2 separate regions of the Mus musculus genome follow, and region 2 is linked to region 1. Evidence: chromatin contacts called from public Hi-C data. All regions are on one chromosome and are shown on one strand. Each heading gives the region's core, a stretch centred on a gene start, on an enhancer-like site or on the middle of the called end of the contact. The rest is flanking DNA. Distances are from core to core; before and after follow the strand shown.

Region 1 (2,700 bases), core at 70-2,569:
GTCATTTCTAGTTCCAACATTTTCCCACAAATATCATGATTTCATTTTTCTTTGTGGCAAAGTAAAATTCTATTGTGTATATGTACCGATTTTAAAAATCCATTTGTATCAGTTTAAAAAAATCCAACTGGCAACAGTCATCTAGATCAGTTCCATTTCTTGTGGTATGCAGCCTTGTACCGCACACAGTGCATGTATCTCTGTGGTAGGACTTAGATCTTTGGCTACATAAGATGTTGTACAGGCAGGTCGAATGTCAGTCTTCTGAGAATGCTTCATACTGATTCCTGCAGCGGCAGCCCCTGTGTGCATTCCCACCGCCAGTGACCACAAAGAAGTAGGCACCCTGTCCATATTGCTTATCTCTGCAACCACAGCATGCAAGGCAGTGCTAGGTACCTAACGTGCTCAAATGAAACTCCGTTCCAAATATAGTTGAGTTTGCTTTTAAATGTTACATATGAAATCTAGCATGGAATGATTTAGAAAGTAAAGCTTCCAAAACAAAAATCTAACTGTGGAAAAACAGTATAATTAAAAATTAGTGCCGGGCATCCTGGCCTGAGCCTGTAACACCAACACTAGGGAGGCAGAGGCAGGACGAGGATCAGGGGTTCAAGATCACCTTCAGCTAAACAAGGAGGTAAAGCCTACCTAACTAGTCTCAGAAAACCAACAAACGAGTAACAATCGCGGCTGAAACCATCCCTAAGAAACAGACGTGACCTCGACTTGTAAAATGGATAATCTCTTGTCTTCATCTAGTTTACGGAAATCTCTACAAATAAATAAGTAAATGTTTTCATTTTCATCTTCTTCCCAAAGTTCAGCAGCCTTCCCTCCAGGTCTCTCATAGCCTCACAAAACAAAACAAGCAGAAACACTCCAACAGGTTCTCGGAAAACAAGCTCAGATGGAGCTTTCTGGAGCCGGTCCAAATCCCCGGAGTGCCAATGCAGCGAGAGACTTTCCGAACCGGCTCCCGCTCTCTCTCTCTCGGCGCACAAGAGGCCGGGCGAGCCAGCAGGCCAGTGGGGTGTGCGTGACCGCAGCCCACCCGGTGGCCCGGTCCTGCCCCCGCCCCAACGCCACCTGGCGTGCAGCCCACACTCACTTCCCTCGCACCCGGACTGAGAGTCCCGCCTCCGGGCGGCTCCTCCCCTGCGCGGCTCCGGGGTCGAGGTCACGCACCTCCGGGTTCTGAGGTCACCAAGTCTGCACTGCCCCGGGCTCGGCCCCGGGCTGGGCCCCGAGCTGGGCTGCTGGGCTGGGCTGCTCACTAGGCAGAGCCCGACTCACTGGGTCACGTGTTACCTAACTGAGGTGGGCGTGGCTGCGGCGCAGGGAGAGCCGCGCAAGCCCCACCCCGCGCCCATGCCCGCGCATGCGTGCCCGCGGCAGCTCCGGTAGGCCGGTTCCCTGTGGGCTTTGGCTGTGGTAATTTACCTGGAAGTTGGTTTTTTTTCTTGTTTGTTTTGGGTTTTGTTTTGCTTAATGGTCCAAATGGGACTATATCATACTGCCGAATGGTAGTTTAACTTTTTTGCTCACAGAAAAAAAAAAGTTAGATTAAGCTCCTTCGTACTTAGATCTCTATCCACACTTCTGAACCTCAACTAGAGCTAAATAGAAATGGAACTACTGGGTGTATGAGCCTAAAGAATTTTCAGACTTACGTTACATACCAAGTACCCAGTGGCTCTGGGTTGTTTGTACTTGGCATGGTTTGTACTCTGAATGATATATGTAGAGTGGTGCCTGTCTCTCCACATTCTTGCCAGACTTGAGTGTTATCTTTTTCTATCTCCATAGTGACTGGAGCCCTGGTGAATGTGTATTTTGTTTGATATGGGCATAGCCGTATCAAGGAGCCCAGTGCCTTAGAGCCATGGGACTGGAAAAGCCACCCCTCCTGTCTGACGTTCTAACGTTAACGGGGTGTGCAGAAATGTCCTCTCTAGCTTTGTCCTCCTGGATGTTTACCGCCTGAAGACTGGTCCCCCACAGAGACTGCTCCTAGTGATGAGCTAAGCCTGTCTCCTTGTTCAGCTGTATACTATAAACCCTGCCATCTTAATTCAGCTATATGTTGAACTGTAACCCCTCTCTGTGTCCAACTGTATGTATTAAACAGGCTGGGTTCCCAGGGTTCTGCAGCCTTTTCCATGAGAGAGCCCAGACCATGTCATCCCAGATTCTGTGGATGTGTGTCTGTCACGCCTTCTTTCCTTTGAGGCCCGTTGCAAGGATGCAGCACATCTCCATCAATTTGACTGGCTATTATCTTAGTAAAATCTGTGAAATCTATGAAAGAAACCTAGGTGATAGTTAATAGTGTCAATGTGTCCAGAGCTAGAATCACCATGGAAACAAAGTTCTGGACATGGCTGTGAGGGATTTTTTTGATTAGGCTAATGAGGTGGAAAGGTCCACCCTAACTGTGGTGGTACCATCCCACTCGGTGACTTGGGCTGAAGAAAAAGGAGCACCAGTGTTTATCTCTTTCTTGACTTGGATGCAATGTGACCAGTTTCCCCAGGCAGTGCTGCCCATGTTCCCTGTCACGATGCTCTTTATCCTCTGGAACTGTGAGCCAAAGTGAACCACCCTTTCCCCAAGTTGCTCTTGCTGTGTGTTTTATCACAGCAATTAGACAAGGGACTAGTAGACCCCGCCTACAAACACCAGTTGTTTGCTGCA
Region 2 (2,779 bases), core at 21-2,520, 520 kb after region 1:
TGCCGGAAGGCCAGAGAATCAGGCTCTGAGAATGAACCCCAACAGGCAGTAGTGATGACACAGGCAAAGTGGGTGGGCACACTACCACTGAGGAAAATGCCTTTTCCTCTCAGCAACACTAACTGCATTTTTATCCTCGGGGAGGGCTAGCCTCATGCTCCACATTCCTCCCCTGACAGAATATCCACTCACGCAATCTCATGCGTGTCGTGTACACTCAAAGATGCTGAGAGTTCAAGAGCATAAAACCACGTCATTCCAGGAAGATTCCACTCTACAATGCTCCGTTGCTTCATCCAGTTCCTGTAGCCTTCCCACCCCGTCTTCTACGATGTTCCCTTTCAGGCATTGACATAGATGTCCCATTTAGGGTTCAGCATTTAGCAGTCAATTTAATTCTTAGCACGTGACCAGCTATGAGTCACCCACTGCCCACTTAGAAAACGAGCCTCTCTTATCACAGAAGACAGCGGTACTAATCTACATGGGCACAAAACAATATTTAGAAGGCAAAATTGAGAAGCACATTACTCCCAGTTAGTAGACCGATAGCAGTGGAGTCCATACTAGGTCATGTGACTCCCCTAGCCTTTGATGGGCTTCACAGTAGCAGAAATGAGTTCCTTCCTGTGGAGTGGGCCTCAGAGCCAATCGGAAAGTGATTGCACCCTATAACAGCCATGTTGCTACTGCGCCAGAGTGCTCCTGTTGCTTGGATAGTCAATGTTATGATACGCAGAGACCACAGCTGAGCATGACTGTTGATCAGAGTGTCTCCTGCAGCCTGTATAACAGCTTCCAACAGTATGAGGGCTACATAGTAGGGAGGAAGCTCCTAGCTCAGTTATAGCTTGACTTGTCTTATTTCAGTGACCTACATGTGAGGTGTCTTCAGCAGGAAGGTCTTACCATCCAATGCTAGTGGGAAAACAAGAACACTGGCAGTAGCTCGTGACTTGGGGGCCTTCAGGAGCTTTCTGGAACCACCACCCCTAGTCCTTTCCTCCACATTTAAGAAGGGGAGTTGAAGTACAGACCTCACTCAGCCTCTACTATTTTCTTGAAGGCTGGCTTTTACTTTCTCACCCTTGGATTGACCGCTGGCCCATGACGTTAACTGCCAATAGTGAACCACCCTTTGCTACATCCTCCTGGGCATCCAAATTGTGTTTGATACAGTGATCATGTGACCACGCCTTTCTCCTCTCCTATGAGACTGCAGTACCGATTTCTTTGCTGCCTTTCTTCCTCCTTGCCTTAGTGGATATTTGCCAACTTCCTGATCTGTCTCTGTTTGAAGAAGTAGTGGGAAGGTCGTAGAATCCATGGGGTACAGATGGAGGCTGTGACTTCTCTCTCCTCCTCTCTCTTCCTTCTTCCTTGTCTTTGTCTCCCCTTCTCACTTCCCTTCCCTCCCCTCCCCTTCCCTTCCCTCCCCTCCCCCTCCCCTCCCCCTCCCCTCCCCTCCCCTCCCCTCCCTTCCCCCTTCCCTTTCTTCTCCCCTCCCCTCCTCTCCTCTCCCCTCCTTTCCCTTCCTCCTCCCTCCCCATTTTCTTCTACTCCCCTCCTCTTCTTGCTACAGTACTAGACTCCAACTGGTGTGCCACCCACCAAGACTGTTGCATGGGAAATCAGAAATAATTTCTAGAGGAAGATGAAACAAGAACTCAGGACCACTGACAGTGTAATGTCAGCCCTGATGTGCCCTGCCTCCTGCAGCCACCACAGACATGACCATGATGGTCTCAGCAAACCATTCATGTGGCCTCCTTGAGTTTGTCTGAGCTCACAGCTGCCTTCCTCCTCCTCCTTCTTTCCCCCCCCCCCTTTCATTTTCTAATCTCTGTTCTCTAACATGTACTCCTATCCTATCAAATCTGCCTACGGGTGGGGGCTGTGGTATGCTCCTAAGATATGTGGCCAGCACATTTTCTTTTCTTTCTCACTCCTGAGTGAAGGTTTTCTGGACATTCTACTCTTGCCTACCTGCCTCCACCTACACTTCCACCTTTGGAAAATTCACTTATTTCCCAGGTATGAATGGCCTCCTGGCCTTTTTCTCCATTTCCCCTTCTCTCTCTCTTCCCTTTAATCTCCCGTTATCAAGTGCACGTGCCCAGGATGAGATCCTGATAGCAAAATTATCAAGATTAACCCAGATACGTTAAGTTTCATCCTGATAACTATTATTTCTCTCTTCCTGCCGGAACACTCTTCATGTAAAATTTCAACCTTCTCCATCCCTTACATCCCTGGCCAATAAATAGTCCCACGTTCTGTTTATTTTTCCTGCCCTGTAACTCACAACGCTTCCTTTTCCTCATACCGTTAGTACTTTGTTCTTGTCGGAACAACTGCCATATGTCTCCTGTCCCTAGCTGTTTACGGAATGAACTTGATTAGAGTACACGGCATCTCACCTGCCCTTTCCGGTAGCTTCAGTAGCCCTGGGTTAACGAGGAAACTCTCCCAGGTGACCACTCACAGTCCAGTCCTAACGTACTCCCTAGGCGCTCAATCTATGTGTAAGGTCCAAAACCACTGCGTGATCTCTTGTGGTGTTCAATGCTTCCCCATCTTCATACCCCTGCTCTGGATATTTTCATGATCTGAAGTGTTTTTCTCGATAGTTAATCCCAAGTAACAACTTGGTGCCATTTCCTCTGTGAGGTCCACCTTGTCCCCATGGAAAGGGCTGCTCGACCTTCAGTATACACAAAGATCACATGGGCACCCTGATGAAATGCAGATTCTGGCTCAGTCATTCACAGTGATGGTC

What was found. Hi-C and Micro-C count contacts between places; a contact is called where the count stands out from the background.
Region 2: a contact with region 1 is called in a Hi-C map of the G1E-ER4 cell line, with 2.4 times the contacts expected there. The contact joins the enhancer-like site here to the promoter of Wdsub1 in region 1. A contact is called at or near these places in 7 of 39 promoter capture datasets (the 3T3-L1 cell line, 3T3-L1-derived adipocytes, the C10 cell line and 4 more), 2 of 15 datasets of contacts at CTCF or cohesin (large pre-B cells and pro-B cells), 4 of 484 Hi-C or Micro-C datasets (the G1E-ER4 cell line and embryonic stem cells), 3 of 115 datasets of contacts at active chromatin or transcription factors (embryonic stem cells and large pre-B cells) and 4 of 9 other capture datasets (adipose tissue, embryonic stem cells, liver and 1 more).

What each region holds. Positions count from the first base shown.
Region 1 is chr2:59,881,287-59,883,986 of GRCm38.p6, forward strand. Wdsub1 (WD repeat, SAM and U-box domain containing 1) reads right to left here and starts at 1,320. Exons shown (of 11, transcript NM_001379396.1): 1 at 1,192-1,320. It overlaps Gm52554 (a long non-coding RNA gene), which reads left to right and starts at 1,393. Exons shown (of 3, transcript XR_003954039.1): 1 at 1,393-1,406.
Region 2 is chr2:60,404,406-60,407,184 of GRCm38.p6, forward strand. No RefSeq gene overlaps it. Among named protein-coding and RNA genes, the nearest start is that of Gm13580, 5.7 kb to the right of the region's middle. Within about 2 kb of position 1,271, at least 11 of the 459 cell types and tissues checked have an H3K27ac peak or open chromatin away from gene starts, as enhancers often do. A contact at or near this core is called in the G1E-ER4 cell line, where this site is marked.